Regions from separate parts of the Gossypium hirsutum genome. Here region 2 is linked to region 1. A link is a contact called in public Hi-C data. All regions are on one chromosome and are shown on one strand. Each heading gives the region's core, a stretch centred on a gene start, on an enhancer-like site or on the middle of the called end of the contact. The rest is flanking DNA. Distances are from core to core; before and after follow the strand shown. Region 1 holds the start of LOC107896541 (tobamovirus multiplication protein 2A). Region 2 holds the start of LOC107935173 (probable ADP-ribosylation factor GTPase-activating protein AGD8).

Region 1 (2,777 bases), core at 148-2,647:
GTCTAGTTTACAATTTTATGTTCTTTTTTAGAATAAAACAAGAAGCTAATTCGTAGAATCAGCCAAAAATTACAAAACGGCATGTGCCATATCATGAAGCATGTATGACTTCATTAACTAACTCCACAAACCCAATTTATATAGCCAACTACATCAACCTTATTCATGTTTAAAGGGTTAAGACATGGTATATGATTCTATTTCAAGCATAAATCAAAACCACATAGCGTAAGTTTTATTTTTGCTCAAATTTCGATCTATCCCACCAACAATTGATTTATACCCACAAAAAATATGTAAAAATTGAAACTTAAATATGATATTTAATAAAATTTTATCAACTACTTGTAAATTTAATAACAAAATATTAAATTTTATAGAGACTCGTGAAAGAGTTTGCTCTCGAAATTAAATAACCTTCACCAGAGGGGTAATGCATAAAATATTGTTAACTTTTTTAAAATGGGAAAAAAATACTTATTTTCTTTTCAAGACCTAATTTTTAATGATCTAACATGAAATTTTCGGCCCAAGCCCCTTTCGCGTCACCACCGCTCACAAAATTCATGAATATTTTAAATAAAAGGAGCACATGTCACATAGCTTGAACTTAGAATTAGTTTGGGCATAAACACTTTAAACCAAATAATTTTAAAGGTTAATTCCCAGATTATAATTTATAAGCCAAAATATTAAATTAATCGTTAAACTTCAGAAGCAGAAACCTTAAGTTGAAGTAATATTACAATTAAGTCTTCCCGTTAGTTTTGATGTTAAAGATTTAACATGCTTTTCTAAATATATATATATATACTTAGATTAGTAAATATTTTTAATTATATAAGATTCAAATTGACATTTAAATTTTATTTTATACGAAAAATAGAAAAGAGTAAAGATTGAAAATTTGTTAATTGCTACGATCATATAGAAACATTTTTTCTTAACATCATGTTTTGGACGGATTATTTTTTTATTGAAAAATTTTCATTTACACTCTTTAAAATTTTTAAAATTTTAAATTAATAAAGATAAAATTATATTTTTAACTCTTTACAAATGATAAAAAAATTTAATTTTTAAAATTATAAAGATATAAACTATTAAAATAATAAAATTACATTTTTATTATTATAAAAATTACAATTTAATTTTTATCTTCTTAAAAAATTTTTGATCCAAAGTAAAATAATATCTAATATTTATAAGTGAAAATCGAGTTGGAATCGAGACAATCAAAACACCGCTCCATCCCATTACCGGGATCAATATCAAAGTTGACGGGTAGACTTACAAAAGGATAGATGGAAAAAAATTATAATTTAGTCTATAATTTGAGGACTTCTAGTGAAATTAATCCTAATTTTCATAACCTAACAACTTTAACCGAAAGGGCCAGTAATGGCATTTAGACCTCACCGAAAAAGGAAGTCGAAAAATTACGATGCCATCCTGTCATGACAAGAAAAATAGCAAAAATTGAAAAAAAGCGTCTTTATACGCAAAAAGATATATAATTTTTCCCCTATCGAGTCTCTTCCTTTCTTGTTTAACAAAAATGATCTCAGAAATTAAAAGAAAAAATATCAATTTTATTTTATTACTAAAGCGTGAAGATTCAAGCTTGCAATCGAATTCCTCATTTGAAATTCTGTAAGTGATTGATTCAATTTGTTTTTTTCGTGCGATGTTAGGTAGAAATTCTTTATATAATATTTTTAAGCATTGGATTGGTTTTGATTTTACTTGTAAAGATCGTTTGCATAAATCAGATGATTTCGTTGAGAAATTGTTTGGGATTTGACGATACCAAGAATTCTGGGAACCCAGTTTTGTTTCCTTAGAAAACCCAGTAATTAAACCTAGAATTCTGTACATTTAAGTGGTCTCCAGAATTTTATTATATAAAAAAAATTTATACTTTCTTCTTCTTTTATATAAAAGAAGCTACCTTTTTCCTGCTTTTTTATCAGCAAAAAATGTTTTATTGTTATTTTTCTTTCCAGATAAATATTTCAGTTATTCATGCAATATGTTGGTTTATTTATTCATATAAGTCTCAATGTGTTTTATTTTTCTTTGAACAAGTTGATGAAACAGGTATTAGAACTGTAATAGAGAGGATAAAAAAGATCATTGTTGAGGATGGCTTGTAAAGGATGCCTAGAATGCTTGTTGAAGCTGTTGAACTTCTTGATGACTCTTGTTGGTTTGGCAATGGTTGGATATGGGATCTACTTGTTTGTTGAGTACAAAAGAGCTGCTGATGTTGCCATGCTTTTGTCACCTGTGGGCACTGACCAAATACAGCTCGGTCGGCCCATGCTCATGGCCGTGTCTCTTTCGTCTAGTATTTTCGATAATCTTCCAAAAGCATGGTATGAGTTTTTTTCGCATTTCTTTATTAGTTTAGCAATGCTTGCATTAGTTGAATTAAAAATGTTAGTGTGTAGAACTTTGACGAAATGTCTACAGTTAGTTGAACTTTGACCCACTGTGCTTGAAATTGAGTCATACTAGCTTGAATGAAATTGGCTTCTGAGATCCCCAGATACTGGTGGGATCATGTTGTTATGTACTGGTACCTAATGGATTGGAGGGATCATTATCGAAATGATTTTGTGGCTTCCTTCTAGGTATTCTAGTCTTGACATTTCCAATAGGATGGTTAGGACAGTTTCAAGGCAGTGAGAGAGCAATGCTAACCATTTTTTTTTTGTCTGGGTTTTGAAAGACTGGGTTGATCTTGATTCAAAGTTCAAGGCCATCTAAGCTGG
Region 2 (2,700 bases), core at 47-2,546, 290 kb after region 1:
CAATGTACCCACACCTACCATTTAAACATTCTATTAATCTTGGAGGCCAATTCAATAATATTGTTGTCAAATAAATTGTATATCTGAAAAACCATACACATTGTGATCATTATGTTTCCCTTCACCTTTTTCGGCTATGCTTGCCACCTATATATATATACACGTATATAAAAATTGTTGTCAAATATTTTTGAAGTTTTCGAATTATTTTAAATTTAATTATAAAATATTTTATTTCTTATTTAACTGTTTTAATAACGAAATGAAATAAATTAATATAATATTAATAATTTAAAATTATAATTAAAACATTTTAAAATTTAACAATCAATTTAAAACGAGAGTCTCGAGTTTTTAAGATTCTTAATGTCCCTGCACCTAAAGCTTTATGATTATTTAATGTTGAAGTTGCCAGTCCATACAAGTGGCCTAATTTCATTATCGCCAAATTGAGCCTAACTATTACCTCTGTGTTTTCACATTCACAATTTTGCCATGAAATCATATGCATGGGCGGATAAGATTGATGTAAGGTTTGAATATTTAGAACCAAATCTATTAGATTAGATGTATAATTCTACGCATGAACGAATTTACTTTTCGTATGTATATTATCTAGATTTATTTATTTTGAAAATTTTCATATTTATTTTACGGTTTATGTTTGAAGTTTGTAGTTGTTCTTTTCAACAATGTTATATCTAAAATTCAAACATACATTAAAGGTAAAATTAAATTTTTGAGTTTGAATTTCATTTGTATCGAGTGAACTTTTAAAGTGTTGGTTGTTGTGCAATCTGTCAAATCTCAACAATAGTTAGCATTATCTCTATGTCAAGATTTTAGCTCTTGCTTCCGCCGAGAATCTTGAAGCCTTCACGAAAGAGAAACACCTCAATTAGTGAAGATATGATTTATAGTTTGTAACATTAATTATGGAAATCACACATATACGAGAGAATCCAACCACTAACTTTCAGGGACACCTTTGGTTTGGTTAATAAATTTGATTCGAGTGATGATTAAGAATTCAATGTTTTGGATAATTTGATTAATGGTATATACTACATAATTGATTGCATTCAAAACTGAAATTGTTTCGCTTATTGTTTTCCGCTTTTGATCAGGACTTCTTTGAGGTTGAGCCCATAGATTTTTGTTGGGAGATCCTTACATGAGCCCAAAACTTGAACTTCAAGAACTACCCCTTGGGTTTTGATTTTTAAAAGATGGGCTTAGAGATCATCAACCCTTTTTGAAGATTATATAAATTAGCATTTATTTTTAATCTTTTTAGTTAATAATTATATGCATTGATTACCATTTTGTTTTCTTTTAATTCAAAAATTTGAAATTCTTGATATATAATAAGAAAGCCTTGAAGCTGAGGAGGTGTTCGATTTCCATTCCACACCTCTTCAGAACACTACTTTTTCTTTATTTTAAGTTAATAACTACAATTTTTCGTTCTAAATTTCAACAAAAACAAGGAAAAAGAGCGACATAATGGCGGCGTCGTCGTCGTCCGATAGCCTGACCGATAAGAACGTTGTTTTCAGAAAGCTGAAAGCAAAATCAGATAACAAGGTCTGTATTTTTTTTTCTTATTCTAAATTTCAATATATTTCTTAAACTTTTGTTTTAGATCTGGAATTTCGGTTAACGGATCTTCGATTTTGATTTTTTTTTTTGAATTTGAAATTTCGTAGATGTGTTTCGATTGCAATGCCAAGAATCCGACGTGGGCGTCTGTTACGTATGGGATCTTTCTCTGCATCGATTGCTCAGCCGTTCATCGGAGTCTCGGTGTCCATATCAGTTTTGTCAGGTATCCTTACACTTTTTTTTTTATTCCATTTCCATTTTGTAATTTAATTTTTATCTTACTCGATGCGTTTTTAATTTTGTTTATCTTACTTCTCAATTATGTGTGAAACTGTTGAATATTTCGTTATATTATATACAGTAGAATAAAAAAGATTTAATTGCACTTCCGGTTCATCTCTCTCATCAGGAAGTTTTATAGATAAAACTGAAAAAATCTAGTGTGGTTATATGAGAAAGTTTTTCTTGGAGTGCATTATGTTCTATGGTCTGCAATCTTCTCAAATTCTTGAAGAAATTAATGATAATGAGAAAATTTGATTCCTTTTATTCTTTTCCTGAATTATGAATTTTCTATTTTCTGTCAAAGAGGTTTAGATTTTGTTATGAATGAGGATAAATTCATTGTCTGATTTTACTATCCGAATGAGATTGGCTGCTCCCATCTTAGTTTGTATTTTTCCCTCAGATTTAACTTAAAAAGGAGAAAAAAAAAAGAAAAAAAAAAGAAGAAAAACTTAGAAAGGTTATTTTCCTTTTCTGATACAAAAAAACCATTGTAGTAAACGATGTTGTATGCATATTGTTTCCATATGCTTTATTTTCTGGTTATTAGGGTTTGTTGGGTTGGTGCTCATATTCAAGAGTCCTTACTGGTAGGAAAAGCAAGGATCTTTGGGACATCTTATGCTTATTATGAAACATGCTTATTAGTGGGATTTGAAAATCATGTGATGTCGATGCCATCATGCAATTTCCGAGCTGCTGGTTATGTCTTTGAGTCTTTGCAGTTTTCTCTTTCTGTTCTGAAAAGGAATATATTTAATTTTAAGCAGGTCTACAAATTTAGACTCCTGGTCTCCTGAACAATTGAGA

Evidence for each region. Hi-C and Micro-C count contacts between places; a contact is called where the count stands out from the background.
Region 2: a Hi-C map of leaf shows a contact between it and region 1, with 2.1 times the contacts expected there. The contact joins the promoter of LOC107935173 here to the promoter of LOC107896541 in region 1. A contact is called at or near these places in 7 of 34 Hi-C or Micro-C datasets (all in leaf).

The regions. Positions count from the first base shown.
Region 1 is chrA09:80,144,698-80,147,474 of Gossypium_hirsutum_v2.1, forward strand. LOC107896541 (tobamovirus multiplication protein 2A) reads left to right here and starts at 1,398. Exons shown (of 7, transcript XM_016821734.2): 1 at 1,398-1,653; 2 at 2,101-2,378. The coding sequence starts at 2,146. LOC107896539 (probable purine permease 11) reads left to right here. Exons shown (of 3, transcript XM_016821731.2): 3 at 1-250.
Region 2 is chrA09:80,438,220-80,440,919 of Gossypium_hirsutum_v2.1, forward strand. LOC107935173 (probable ADP-ribosylation factor GTPase-activating protein AGD8) reads left to right here and starts at 1,297. Exons shown (of 7, transcript XM_016867730.2): 1 at 1,297-1,587; 2 at 1,710-1,828; 3 at 2,661-2,700. The coding sequence starts at 1,507.